2 separate regions of the Sus scrofa genome follow, and region 1 is linked to region 2. The links are chromatin contacts, called in public Hi-C maps. All regions are on one chromosome and are shown on one strand. The core of a region is the stretch at or near the end of the contact, and the rest is flanking DNA. Distances in the headings are between cores, read along the strand shown. Region 1 overlaps TPD52 (tumor protein D52). Region 2 has its middle 100 kb from the start of ZBTB10.

Region 1 (6,854 bases), core at 2,347-4,846, 480 kb before region 2:
AACTAAGGACAGTTCTCAGTCAAGGTCTCACTGGACATCTCCAAGACATGAAGCACCAAAGCTCCTTCCGTCTGAGGTCTCCAGTCCTCTGATACCTTCCCATGGCCCGCCTCTGTTTTTTTTTTTTTTTTTTCCTTCTTCTCCATTTACCCTCCCAGGAGTGCCCCTCGCACCCACCTCCGATCCCACCACTCCTGCCTTAGTTCAGGCTCTCACCATTTTCTGCTTAGATTCTTGCCCCAAAGCGCCTTGATGGTATCTGTCGGGTCAATCCATTCACCGCCCTGCGACCAAAGTGAGCTTTCTAAAACAAGACTCTGACCATGGCACCCCTGTTCTTAAATCCTTGTGTGGCTGCCCCGCTCCTAGAAAGCTCATTGCTCTTGACAATCTGGAAGCCACCCACCCCATCTTCTGCTGCTGTTCACTCTCAGCCCCACTCCCACCCCAAGGGCTCTCACTCCATCCTTTAACCTGCAGTTCCTTTAGGGAAATGTTTATTTTTAAAGGGATGTATTAACTCAAAAAGTAAGAAAAAATTAGCTGCCTCCGATACTTATTTTTTCCATTTAATTTTTTATTATGGTACATACATAACATACAATTGGCCACCTTTAATTTTTTTTTTTTTTTTTTTTTTTTTGGCTGTGGCATGTAACGGCTTGATGTGGGATCACAGCTCCCAGACCAGGGACTGAACCCAAGTCACATCAATGATTAGTGCCAACTCCTAACCCCTAGACCACTCATCTTAACCAATTTTGTTTTGTTTGTCCATTTTTTTGTCTTTTTAGGGCTGCACCCTTGGCATATGGAGGTTCCCAGGCTAGAGGTCGAATCAGAGCTGTAGCTGCTGGCCTACAGCACAGCCACAGCAACACCAGAGCCAAGCGCCGTCTGAGAACTACACCACAGCTCACAGCAAGGCCAGATCCTTAACCCACTGAGCAAGGCCGGGGATCAAACCTGTGTCCTCATGGATGCTAGTCAAATTCGTTTCCACTGAGCCACGACTGGAACTTCATCTTAAACATTTTTAAACATACAAGTCAGCAGCATCAATTATATTCATGATGTTGTACAACCGTCTTCACCATTTCTTTTCAAATGCTGCTTTCCTTGTTTATGGCTTTGCGCATTTTATTTTCTCTTCCTGAAATTCCCTTCTTATTTCCAAGTCCCATTCATTTTATTTATTTTTTGTTTCTTTTTACAGCTGCATCTGTGGCATATGGAAGTTCCTGGACCAGGGCTCGCTCGAATCAGAGCTGCAGCAGCAGGCCTACACCACCACAACACAGGATCTGAGCCCCATCTGCAACCTCTGAGGCGGCCTGCAGCAATGCCAGCTCCTCAGCCCACTGAGCGAGGACAGGGACTGAAGCAGCCTCCTCCCAAAGACAATGTCAGGTCCTTAATCCACTGAGTCACAACGGGAACTCCCAAGTGCCATTCATTTTAATACATCAGTAGGAAAAGTCTCCTGCTCTTAGAGGAATTTCCTGAACCTTGTAACCCGGGCTATCTCTGGGCATAACACCCTCTGTACAGTGTCTACTGTACTTAGAATGCAGCCTGCTAGGCTGGGAAACATTTGCCCTTAGCCCTGTGCTCTGATCCCAAAGCTTCAGCCCTGTACAGTATCTGGGGCACTGTGTGTGTCACACAGCAGTTGCTCAGCAGCATTCTGAATAAATAAATTGTAGGAAGACACCCTGTGGAGTTAGAAGGAGAGATAAGAACCCAATCTCCCGTCATTGTCTACACTGCCTCTCTTTTCATTTTATATATTTCCTTCCCACTGCACTGCTTTCCCCTACAAAGGATTTTCCTATTTGAAACAGACATAAAATGTCACTTTTCTTTTGCTTTGTTTTGTTTTTGCTTTTTAGAGCCACACCTGCAGCATATGGAAGTTCCCAGGCTAGGGGTCGAATCGGAGCTACAGCAGCCGGCCTATGCCACAGCCACAGCAACTCGGGATCTGAGCTGCATCTGCAACCTACACCACAGATCATGGCAACCTCAGATCCCTGAACCACTGAGGCCAGGGATCAAACCCGAATCCTCATGGATACTAATCGGATTCATTTCCACTGCGCCACAATGGGAACTCCCCAATGTCACTTTCCTAAAGAAATACCACTCTGTCTCATACATAATCTACCAAAAGATTGCTACGACTTGGGGCGGGGTACCTGTCTTCATTTATAGAGAGTGTGTACACAGCCAAACGCATGAGGGTTGAATAGTGTGGCTCAAATGACACCACAGCAGGAAGAACAGACATCAGCCACACCCAAGAAAATTCAGTTAGGAGGAAAGAAGTGGCCAGAAAAGCAGTCTAGGATACCAGCTCTTAAAGTCAATGTTAAAACACTATCTACCCAAGAAAGAATTTGTAAGATTATCATCAAGCCCTAGAAGCATCTCTGGAAAACAAAACTGTATACACCTTTCTTACGTAGTCTTCAAAGAGGCAATGAGAGTAGGAATAAGAAACTAGTGTCTCTAGGATCCTTTTCTTTAAGCACATACAAGAAGTATGTGCCTCTGTTTTTTCACCTAGGGACACCAAAAACAGTACAACATATAGTTCAAAATATCTGTAGTGGTCATATCCACAAAGATCACAAGATAAAGGTTTTTTTTTTTTTTTTTTTTTCACTTTCAAAGTCTCTGCTCAGGGCTCCAGCTTTCTGGGTCTTGTTCTTTGTTTCCAAATGTGACAAAATCCAGAAGAGGGGGAGGAATACTTGGAGGTGGCCACATCAAAGTGGCTCTCCTTAAGAGACCCTAAAAGCAAAGGATCCACTTAAGACAAAGCTTCCCAGATGTGACAAGATGGACATTTTGAGCCAGACCTTCTTGGGGGGAGAGGCTCTCTCCTAGGCATCGTCCTGGGGGTGGTCCAGGCATCCACTCAGTTAGGGTCTGCAGCAGCCCCTCCCCACACTCAGAAATAACCACCAAAATTGTCTTCAAACCTTCTCCAGATGTGGCCAGATGCCTACCCGGGGTGGGGGGAGCAAAAGTGTCCCCCCGACTTAACGCAAGGAGGTCTCTGATACCTGCTATTTGACACCAATTAATCTTTATTTTTAAAAATTAATTAATTTCATTATAGCTGGTGTTTACAGTGTTCTGTCAATTTTCTACTGTACAGCGTTTTGACCCGGTTACACATACATGTATAGATTCATCAGAAGTGATTAGACATAGTTCCCAGTGCTATACAGCAGGATCTCATTGCCCACCCATTCCAAAGGCAACAGTCTGTATCTACAAAGGGATTCGGGAGCATGGGGCCATGAAACTTGGTCTCATCTGTCACTTCCCCCTACTTGCTCATGGTGAGAACAGTCAAACCTTAGGAGAGAAAAAGGAGGCAACTCATCACTGTCGAGGTGGCGAGGAACAGGAAAGCTGAGGAAACCAGAGTCACTCCATTGGGAAAGAGCCAGGAGCCTAGGAGAGGAACTGGGCAGTGACCGGGTCATTAAAGAGGAAATTCCTGCAGGCCGGGAGCGGGGCAGGCAGCAGGGATGGAAAAAGGACAAAGAGAGCTTGCAAGTCAAATGGGACTCAGATCTGAAAGCAGTGGGGCCCTGAGCAGCGGTCAGCTTTCTGCCCAAGAAGGTCACCCTCCCCACATAAGAGTGGAGGAGGAAGAGAGATGGCTAAGGAAGAGCATTAGAATTTTCTTTCTTAACTAAAAATAGAACTACCATTTGATCCAGCAATCCCACTCCTGGGCATCTATCCAGAGAAAACCATGACTCAAAAAGACACATGTGCTCCTATGTTCATTGCAGCACTATTTGCAATAGCCAAGACATGGAAACAACCTAAATGTCCATCGACAGAGGAGTGGACCAAGAAGATGTGGTACATATACACAATGGAATTATTACTCAGCCATTAAAAGGAAAGAAAGAACGGCAATTGCAGCAACATGGATGGACCTAGAAATTATCATGCTAAGTGAAATCAGTCAGATAATGAGACACCAACATTAAATGCTATCACTGACATGTGGAATCTGAAAGAAGGACACAATGAACTTCTTTGCAGAACAGATACTGACTCATAGACTTTGAAAAACTTATGGTTTCCAAATAAAACAGGTTGGGGGATGGGGGATGCACTGAGGGTTTGGGATGGAAATACCTTCAAATTTGTTTGTGATGATTGTTGTATACCTATAAATGTAATAAAATTCACTAAGCAATAAACAAAATTAAAAAGAATTTTCTTTCTTTCTTTTTTTTTTTTTTTTTGTCTTTTTAGGGTTGCACCTACAGTACATGGAATTTCCCAGGCTAGAGGTTGAATCAGAGCTGAGGCTGTTGTCCACAGCCCCAGCAATGCCACCAGGAGAAGTGGAGGCCAGGGATCGAACTTGCATTCTCATGGATACTAGTCAGGTTCGTTACCACTGACCCACAGTGAGAACTCTGACTTTAGAATTTTCAAATGCCTCATGTGCTCCCTCCAGAGACTCCTACACTGACCCCTGAATCACTTTCACCTTTAAAAAAGAGAGAGGAGGGAATCTTTAGTCAGTTATTTCAAAGCCAGCCATCCCCTCAACTCCAGTCAAGTGTAAAACTAGGAACCAGGACACTCTATGAAACAGGGGCAGGTGCTGAAAGGTCAACCACTGAGGAACTTAGGGATCCCCAGAGGGGAACTCATTCCATCCTTCAATTTCCTCTGTAGCAATAAGAAGGTTCTACATCAATTCTGCTCCGACTTTTATTTTGTAAACCATATATGTACTATGTAAGATCTTGACAATCATGAAAAACTTTCAAGAAGTGATAACCACTTCCCTAAAAAAGAAGTGAGAATGACACAGAGTAGAAATCAAGAAAAGGAATAAAACAGAAGGAAAAGGACTCTGAGCTAAGGGATTTCCCTTTGATATTTTTCAGTGTTTTTAGAATTTCAAATAGGACAGCATAAAACTAAAATGTCAGATTTTTATATGGATCCTATTTTCTCAAACACTAGAAATAACCAAAGTGCTTTTTTTTTTTTTAAATAAACCAGGGCTAGAGTTTCTGTTGTGGCTCAGTGGTTAACGAACCTGACCAGGATCCAGGAGGATGCAGGTTCGATCCCTGGCTTCACTCAAGGTTAAGGATCCGGCATTGCCATGAGCTAAGGTGTAGGTTGCAGGTACGGCTCAGATCCCGCCTTGCTGTGAGCTGTGGTGTAGGCCAGTGGCTATAGCTCCGATTCGACCCCTAGCCTGGGAACCTCCACATGCTGAGGGTGTGGACCTAAAAAGACAAAAGACAAATAAATAAATAAATAAATAAATAAACAAACCAGGGCTGCATCTTTCTGTACATTAGAAAAGTCTTAAGAGGAAGAGTGAATCTACATAAATAACATTTGGGAAGTTACCTTGTAGATGTTCATGGAACGGAAGAGAAAATGCAGCCATGGACACTGGCTGGAGACCCCTCTGCTGTCCACACGGCAACATGGACAATTCAGGTCTAAGCGGCCCATGATGAATCAACAAACCACCCCACAGTGAGACCCTTGACCAAAGGAAAGAGTAAGCTTTGAATGATTAACCTGTTCTGTGATATCTGATACCAAAAGGTGGAGATTTCCTGTGATCAAAACACAAAATGGGGAGTTTCCTTCATGGCTCTGTGGTTAAGGAACTCGACTAGTATCCATGAGGATGCAGATTCGATCCCTGGCCTCTCTCATCAGGTTAATGATCTGGTGTTGCCTGAGCTGCGGTGGAGGTCGAAGATGTGGCTTGGATCCCGAGATGCTGTAGGCTGGCGGCAATAGCTCCAATTCAACCCCTAGCCTGGCAACCTCCATATGCTGCAAGTGCAACTCTAAAAAGCAAAAAAAAAAAAAAAAAAAAAAAAAAAAAGGGCTTAAGAACTGAGAGTGAGTGTGAGTCCCCAACTTAGGCTAAGCTTTGGGACTTGGGAACTTCTCAACACCTCTCCTGGCCTCAGTGTTCACATCTGTAAAACGAACTGCAGTGTGATTTAGTCTTTGCCAGTTCAGTTACATTTCATTCATGCATTCGTGCATTCATTCATTCATTCATTCAACCAACACATATTTGTTGAGCCATAGCTGTCAAGCACTATTCCAGGTGCTGGGGAAAAGCAGTGAACAGAAAACTGGCATCCCCTAATGGAGCCTGTCTTCCAGATTCTGCAATCAGTGTTTTGCAAATTTATAGGCTGTGAAATCCAAAGGAGCATTTTTTTTTTTTTTTTTTTTTTTTTTTTTTGTCTTTTGCCTTTTTAGAGCCGTACCAGAGGCAAATGGAGGTTCCCAGGCTGGGGGGTGAATCGGAGCTGTTGCTGCCGGCTTACACCAGAGCCACAGCAACGCAGGATCCAACCTGCGTCTGTGACCTACACCACAGCTCACAGCAACGCTGGATCCTCAACCCACTGAGCGAGGCCAGGGATCGAACCCGAAACCTCATGGTTCCTAGTCGGATTCGTTTCCCCTGTACCACGATGGGAACTCCCCAAAGGAGCATTTTTAACAGAAGAAATGGAATGATACAGAATATCAGAGTGCGCTGCACACAGGAAGGACAAGTTTTGTTTCGGAGAATTCTGCTTCAGCTATTGACGTTTATATCCATGAGGGTTGTAGATCAAGACGAATAAGGCATTTTTCAACGTGGGCTGCTTGTACCAAGGGAGTATTCAAGTGCCTGATAAAAGATCTCTTTTTGTGCCAGCAACTGGTCCTTCACTGGGATTTCTTCTTAGGAACCTTCTGCCCACTGATTAGATCTCATTACTTTCTCAGTTGCCCCACAATGGTATTTTGGATAAACATCAAAGAAT
Region 2 (6,710 bases), core at 1,777-4,276:
AATCATAATCCTCCAACTCAAATTTAGCTAGCTCACCTTACCCCAGGAAACAGAACTTCCTGGCTTTATAAGTAAATCCCTAGCCTAGCTAACCATGCCCTGTTTCCACGTTGCCTCTCCTAATTCTCTATAAAACTCCCTCTTGTCTCAGACCCCTAGAGAGCAGCATTTTGCTGCTTGTGGGACACAGTACTCCCCAGTCCATGGATCGTTTTCTCCTGAATAAAGAACATCTAACTTACTTTTTTAAAAAGTATAAGCAACAGGATATAAATAGGTTAAAAAATAATGTTTATCATTGAACTCAGACTATATATCTTTTCAAATATTGCGATAATTCTAAGGGCTCATGTGAAGCGCCATTAACAATTGGTGCTTAGTAGATTCGGGTCTGGCAGATTGCTGCTTTCTCTATTTCTAAAGTTGATAACATTATCAGAGGACAAACAAAATAAGAAAATGACTTTAAAAAAGAAGAAAATAGGGAGTTCCCATCGTAGCTCAGTGGAAATGAATCCTACTGGGAACCATGAGGTGGTGGGTTCAATCCCTGGCCTCGTTCAGTAGGTTAAGGATCTGGTGTTGCTGTGAGCTGTGGTGTAGGTCACAGATGAGGCTTGGATCTGATGTGGCTGTGGCCAGCAGCTATAGCTCCGAAAGGACCCCTAGCCTGGGAACCTCCATATGCCATGGGTGTGGCCTTAAAAAGCAAAAAAAGCAAAAAAAAAAAAAAAAAAAAGCCCACAAAAACAAAAAGAAAATAATGATTCATCAATTTAGATGTCTATCTAATGCTAGCGAAATTGGATGAAATTGAGAAGTTCAGTTCATCTATACATAAATACAATCCAGATTTACATTGAGGATTATCCTAGATGAGATTCAAGGGAAGTCTCACCCTTGCAGAGTGAGTGGTCAGGGAGCAAACAAACTGCTCAGTGATGGCTGGTTTGGAGTCTTCATCCCAGCCCTTCTGACTGCAGGAGACAGAATCTGGGCATGTTTTCTGCCCTCTCTAAGCCTGTTCATCCATAAAGTGGCATAATATTAATATTCACTTGCTACCTTTAAGAAGATTAAATAAAATGCTAATATCCATAAATTCCTAGAACACAGTAGCCCGCATAAGATGTTACATACCAACTAGTTGGGAAGCAAAGACGCTATTCATTCTAGTCAAAATAAGTGAGCATTTAGAGTTGTATAGATAGAGTTGGATGTTTGCCTACATTTTCATCTTTTCCTTTTGGTCAAAGATAGAGTTGAAACCAGATGGAATATCGCACGATTACCAATCTACAAGTTTCCCTGTTTCTTTTAGTTTGGTACCTAATTTGGGAATACGTGGGCAGAAGAAACCAAAAATATTCCTTTGAGTAATACCTGAAAACAGGAGTTACAGATTAGGGTTTTCAGCACAAACAACAAAACCAAAGCCCTGGTTATCTACACAGAAAGTGTTCTTTAAGGCTTGAGAGGATTCTTTGACCTTTGCTTTATGAAACAGGGACAATCTTACATTTGATTGGTGAATTTTGTTCCCTGCCTGCAAGCTAAACCTATTTATGGTGAGCACTGTTTTTTCAATTAGGTTTATTTTCATTTTCCCATAGGCCATGTTAGCTGAGAACGCCCCAAAGTTTATTTTTCTTTCCTTTACTTTGTATAATGGATCCAAAACAAAATATATAGCACTTATATCTATTGATTTTCTTCTGAATGCTAACTCTAATTTTTTTTCTTTTTTCACACATTTAATGGCCCGAGGGCTATTCAAAAAATTGCTCTTCAGTGCATAATGGTAGTCCATTTTTGTGGTCAACTCTTAGCAAGGATCGAATCCACTCCACCAGCTTTGAGAAATGTCTTATGCAAGCTGCAGCTCAGCAGATAGTACCTAAGAATGGTGTGTTTGTGACTTGCTTTTCCCAAAATTTTCCAGCCGGATGTCAGAATTCCATCCAGATTGTCAATTTCCAAGCTTAAAACTGGCAAGACTTTCTCTCTAAGAGGCCTCTCGTTTTTTGGGGGGTGGGGGAGATGGGGTGGAGGCGGGGCGGAAGGAAGTCTACTCAAAACAAAGCCCCACATCACCTTTCTAATAGTTTTGTACTAGAAAATATTCCCAGGCTAAAAACACTGGGCGAGAGCGAGTCTTAGCCAAGAATTCTCTTTTTCGGAAGAGCGCGTCGACTTCGAAGCCAGGCTTGCAGCCCTGGGGAAGGAGGGTTTGCACTTCCCGGGAGGACTGCGGACTGCTCTGGGGCTGGGAGCTCTCGGGACAGGGAAGGTCGGCGCAGCTTGAGAGGGGTCGTCTCGGCCGCTCCCGGGACGCTCTCCTGGGCTGGGGTGGGCGGCGGCGACCCCCGCCTTCCGCAGCTCTGGGGGCTCCTCCCCGCGCTCGGCCCCCGGCCCGCCAGGCGCTGTCCCCCCCCGCCCCGCCGCCGGCTCCCGCCCCTCCTCCTTCCTGGAGGCTTGGGGGCTGGAATTTGGCTGCCGAGTTCCCCCGGGCACCGTGCCCTGGAGGGCTGGGCTGGGCGGCCAGGGCCGCGCCCTCCTCCCCTGCTCCCGGTCAGCTCTTTCCTTCCCCGGCTCCGATCCACCCCCGCCACCTCCCATCTTCCCCCTCCCAGATTTCTCCCCTCCCCTTCTCTGCTGCTCCGGGCTTCTTCGGTTCCCCCTCCTCCCTTGCACTCCATCTCCCTGCCCCCCACTCACGCTCCAGCTCCCTTCATTCTTTCCTCCCCTGCGCCTCCTCTCCCAGCTCACCTCCTCCTCGCTCCCGTTCCCCTCCTTTCCTCCTTCCTTGGTCCCCAAGATCCTTGCCCCTCTCCTTCACCCTTCTCTTCTGCTCCCTTCCCTCCTCCTCCACCGTTCCCCCTCTCGTCCTTTCTCCTAGCTCCCCTCCCTCCTTCCTCCCGGGTTCCTCCCTTGAACCCCTCCTCCCGCCTCTCCCTTACCCCTCTCTCGTGCTCCCCTCCTTTGCTCCTCCTGCTGGTTAGCAGAGCTCCCACGCGGTTGCTATGGAGGCGGCCGCGGCGGCTTGCCGCCCGCCGGGACCTGCCCTGGGGCCCCAGGGACCGTGCAGTGACTCTGCCCAAGGCTCTCGAGCCTCGCCCCCTTGGGGCCCGGGAACAAAGCGCGCCCTCCCCCATCTCGGGAGTGCGCGCTGAGACCTTTCAGGCGCCGGAGTCCGGGAGGTTTAAGACCACCGCGAATCTGCTGGGCCCCCAACCTCTGTGGACTGGACCCCTGGGGTCGGGCTGACAGCTGCTCTCTACCGAGCTACCTAGTGGCCCTTCGATGATCACTCTCGCTCTCCCCATTCCCACTCCCTTCCTGGAGGTGTCACTGGGGCCGGGGGACAGCCAGATGGCCCCATTTAACAGGACTGTCCCCTTTTGTTGGGGGCCGAAGCAGCATCCAGGCCAATTTACATTGGAAAATGGGGTTTGTGTCCCCAATTCAGTGCAGTGCCCCGACAGCTGGTGGTTCTGTCATCTTGTCAGGACCCCACAGCGTGATGTTTAAATTGGCTTTATGTGTGCAGATGTGTGAGCGTGAATAGCAATTGATTGGGAACCGGTAGCTCTTAGGTCTGGCTTGGAGAAACTCAGAGTTCACAGAGGAAATTTTATCAGCCTGGGCACAGCCTAAGTTCATAGGATGGAAAAATCTTGCTGAACACTTCTGATGCTCCCTTACTTCCTGCTTATCCTTTGGTCCAGAAATCTTAAAAGCCAAATAGTTCAGATCTGAGGAGGATTTTGAAATTCTTACTATTTAAATGTTGGTCATTGTCGAAGTTGTAAGGCTAAATATAAACCGGTATGAGAATGGCTAGGACTTAAAAAAAAATTGCAGATGAAAAATCAAATCTAATTTATTTTACTCAACTGCTTTAACTCAGCTGGTTTGTGCCTGGTGGGTGCTAGAGTCTGCAGCAGGCTGAAAGTTATCATTAGGTTGGAATCAGTAGCTTAAAAGTGTACTTAAATGATAGACTGTTAGAACAGGGAGGAACTTCAATTTTTACTTTACCAGTGAGGAATTGGAATCTCAGCGAGGTTAAGGGATTTAGACCATACAGATCTTGGAATATGATTTCAACTGTTCACATCTATAAAAGACAAAGAAAAGGGAAACCTGAAGAGAGTAGATTTGAAAGATACCTTAATCAGAGTTCCCTCTGTGGCTGAACGGGATCTGCGGCATCTCTGGAGTTCTGGGACTCGGGTTTAGGTTCCATCCCTGGCCTGGCACTGTGGGTTAAGGATCCCACAGCTGGCATAATAGGTCGAAACTGTGGCTTGGATCTGATCCCTGGCCCAGGAAGTCCATATGCCTAAGGGTGGCCACAAAAAAAAAAAAAAAAAAAAAAAAAAAAAAAGTACCTCAATTAAGATGTTTTCAAAGCTTTCCACCAGTCTGCTGGAGCCACCAACAGGTAACTCCCTAGAAGACAAGGAATTGAGAAGAATTTTTTTCCCTTTGCCTTAACACCTTCATCAGCTTTAGCTAGAGTCTGTATTGCAGCCAGTTCTAACCACTAGAATCTTCCCAAACCCTGAACAGAAACTTGTGACTTGGTTTCTATCAGAGAACTCGTTTTGTGATGAGATAGAAAGGGCATGATTAGAATTTGTATGAAAGGGGAAATCAAAGCTGAGCTGGAACACCCTGGTCCCATTTTCAGGCAGGAGGACAAAATGACTCCCTTGCTAGAAGGCAGGGTGGCTCACTTGGAAAGACTGATTTCCACAGTACAGCCATACTGGTAACTTTCATAACCATTGAAGAGAATGCTAGAAACGTGGTCTCCTCACTTTGGGGAGTGTGGTGGAAGAGTTCTTTCAGCTAAAATTGCCAATAGAAGACCTTTATTGGCTAAAACCTCTGCCTTTAAACCTGAAGTGACTGTGCAAAATTAGGAGAGCTTGCTTCTGGGGAAGATTTTAATAGAGCTATAGCAAACCACAGGATGCCACATAAAAAGAATACGAGTTCACACGTTCAAAGAAAGAACAAGAATGTACAACTGGATTCGAACTGGAAATGCTGTTAATTTCTGCTCTGCTTCTCATACCAGACAAGGTAGCAATTTTGTTCTGCCTCCCATTGGCTTGGGCCCACGTGGGAAGGAGGAGAGTGCCAAATATGTAATAAGGATGAACATGACCTCTCAATTCTTGGAAAGAGAGTGTTTTTTAGAATTACTAATTACGTGTTATCTTTAAAAAAATTGTATACAAGCAAATTATTTGAAATTAACACCCCCATCACTACCATACACATATGCCCTTATCTCTATATGGCTTTATTCTTTAGAACTTTTTTTTTTTTTTTTTTGGCTGTACCCACAGTGTGCAGAAGTTTCCAAGTCAGGGACAGAACTTTCATCACTGCAGTAGATGCTGGATTCTTAACCCTCTGAGCCACCAGGGAACTCCTTCTCTTTAGTGCTTGTATTGATTAGTTATTGAGGTATAAAAAACAACCCCAAAACTCAACACCAAAGCAGCAATCATTTATTATCATAGCTCATGCATCTGTGGGTTGGCAGGAGGTCAGCTCCTCTAGCCTGGGCATATTGGGTGGCTCTGTTCATGTCCAATCGGCTTTTATACATGCATCTAAGGGTCTCCTGGGTTCTGCTTTAGACTGAGTTTGGAAGAGAAAGCTTAGCTGGAACAGCTTGGCCCCACAGCTTTTATGCTTCTCCTGGGACCAGCAGACTAGCTTGGGCTTCTCCCCATGGCAACGACACAGGAGCAAAAAGGGCATTGGAGTCATGAAGGGCTCTTGAGGTCTATGTCTCTGGAGTCAGGAGCTGGCACACCGTCACTTCTACCTCATTCTGTTGGGCAGATCAGGTCACATGGCCAGACTCAAAATCAAGGAGCAGGGAAAAAGGCCAGCTTACTGCAGGAAACTTGACAAAGGGAATGAATAGAGGGAGGGTAAAGAATTGGGGCCATGGGAGTTCCCCTGTCATGGCTCAGCAGAAACGCATCTAACTAGTATCCATGAGGACGCAGGTTCGATCACTGGCCTCACTCAGTGGGTTAAGGATCCCACATTGCCAGTGAGCTGTGGTGTAGGAAGCAGATGTGGCTCTGATCTGGCATTGCTGTGGCTGTGGCTGTGGCTGTGGCGTAGGCCCATGGCTACAGCTCTGATTTAACCTCTAGCCTGGGAACCTCTGTATGCCACAGGTATGGCCCTAAAAAGACCAAAAAAGGAAAAAAAAAAAAAAAAAAGAACTGTGGCCATGAATGCAATCAAACACAGCACTTGTCAACATCTGCCATATTGTATAGTTTACTTATTTAGAAGTTTGTTTCTCTTCCTGCAGAATATAATAAGCGCCACACGGGCAGGGATTTTTGTCTGCTTTGTTCATTGCTACATCCTCAATATGCAGAGCAGTGGCATATTCTAGATATTTAATAAATATTAGAGGAATATATTAGAAGGATTACATTCATTATTCTGGTTTTACGTATAAAGCCCAAATTCTGTGGAACAGAATATAATTTTGTTAAGTTTTTCCTCATCTTCTGATTAAAGATCATTGTTCACATTTTCTCATTATAGATTCTGCTGGCTGATCAACTACACTCCAATATAAAATAAAAATTAATAAAAAAAAGAAACTGCTGATTGTTTGGAATAAACACTATTTCATAAACTTTTAAAAGATTTCCAGA

What was found. A called contact is a pair of places that touch in the nucleus more often than the background predicts.
Region 1: a Hi-C map of embryonic fibroblasts shows a contact between it and region 2, with 2.1 times the contacts expected there. The contact joins two enhancer-like sites. A contact is called at or near these places in 6 of 47 Hi-C or Micro-C datasets (embryonic fibroblasts, fetal skeletal muscle, liver and 2 more) and 1 of 2 datasets of contacts at active chromatin or transcription factors (skeletal muscle).

Annotation. Positions count from the first base shown.
Region 1 is chr4:56,552,768-56,559,621 of Sscrofa11.1, reverse strand. The region is part of intron 1 of TPD52 (tumor protein D52); the gene reads right to left. Among named protein-coding and RNA genes, the nearest start is that of MRPS28, 52 kb to the left of the region's middle. Within about 2 kb of position 3,596, at least 17 of the 83 cell types and tissues checked have an H3K27ac peak or open chromatin away from gene starts, as enhancers often do. A contact at or near this core is called in embryonic fibroblasts, fetal skeletal muscle, omental adipose tissue and 1 more, where this site is marked.
Region 2 is chr4:56,067,982-56,074,691 of Sscrofa11.1, reverse strand. No RefSeq gene overlaps it. Among named protein-coding and RNA genes, the nearest start is that of ZBTB10, 100 kb to the left of the region's middle. Within about 2 kb of position 3,026, at least 54 of the 83 cell types and tissues checked have an H3K27ac peak or open chromatin away from gene starts, as enhancers often do. A contact at or near this core is called in embryonic fibroblasts, fetal skeletal muscle, omental adipose tissue and 1 more, where this site is marked.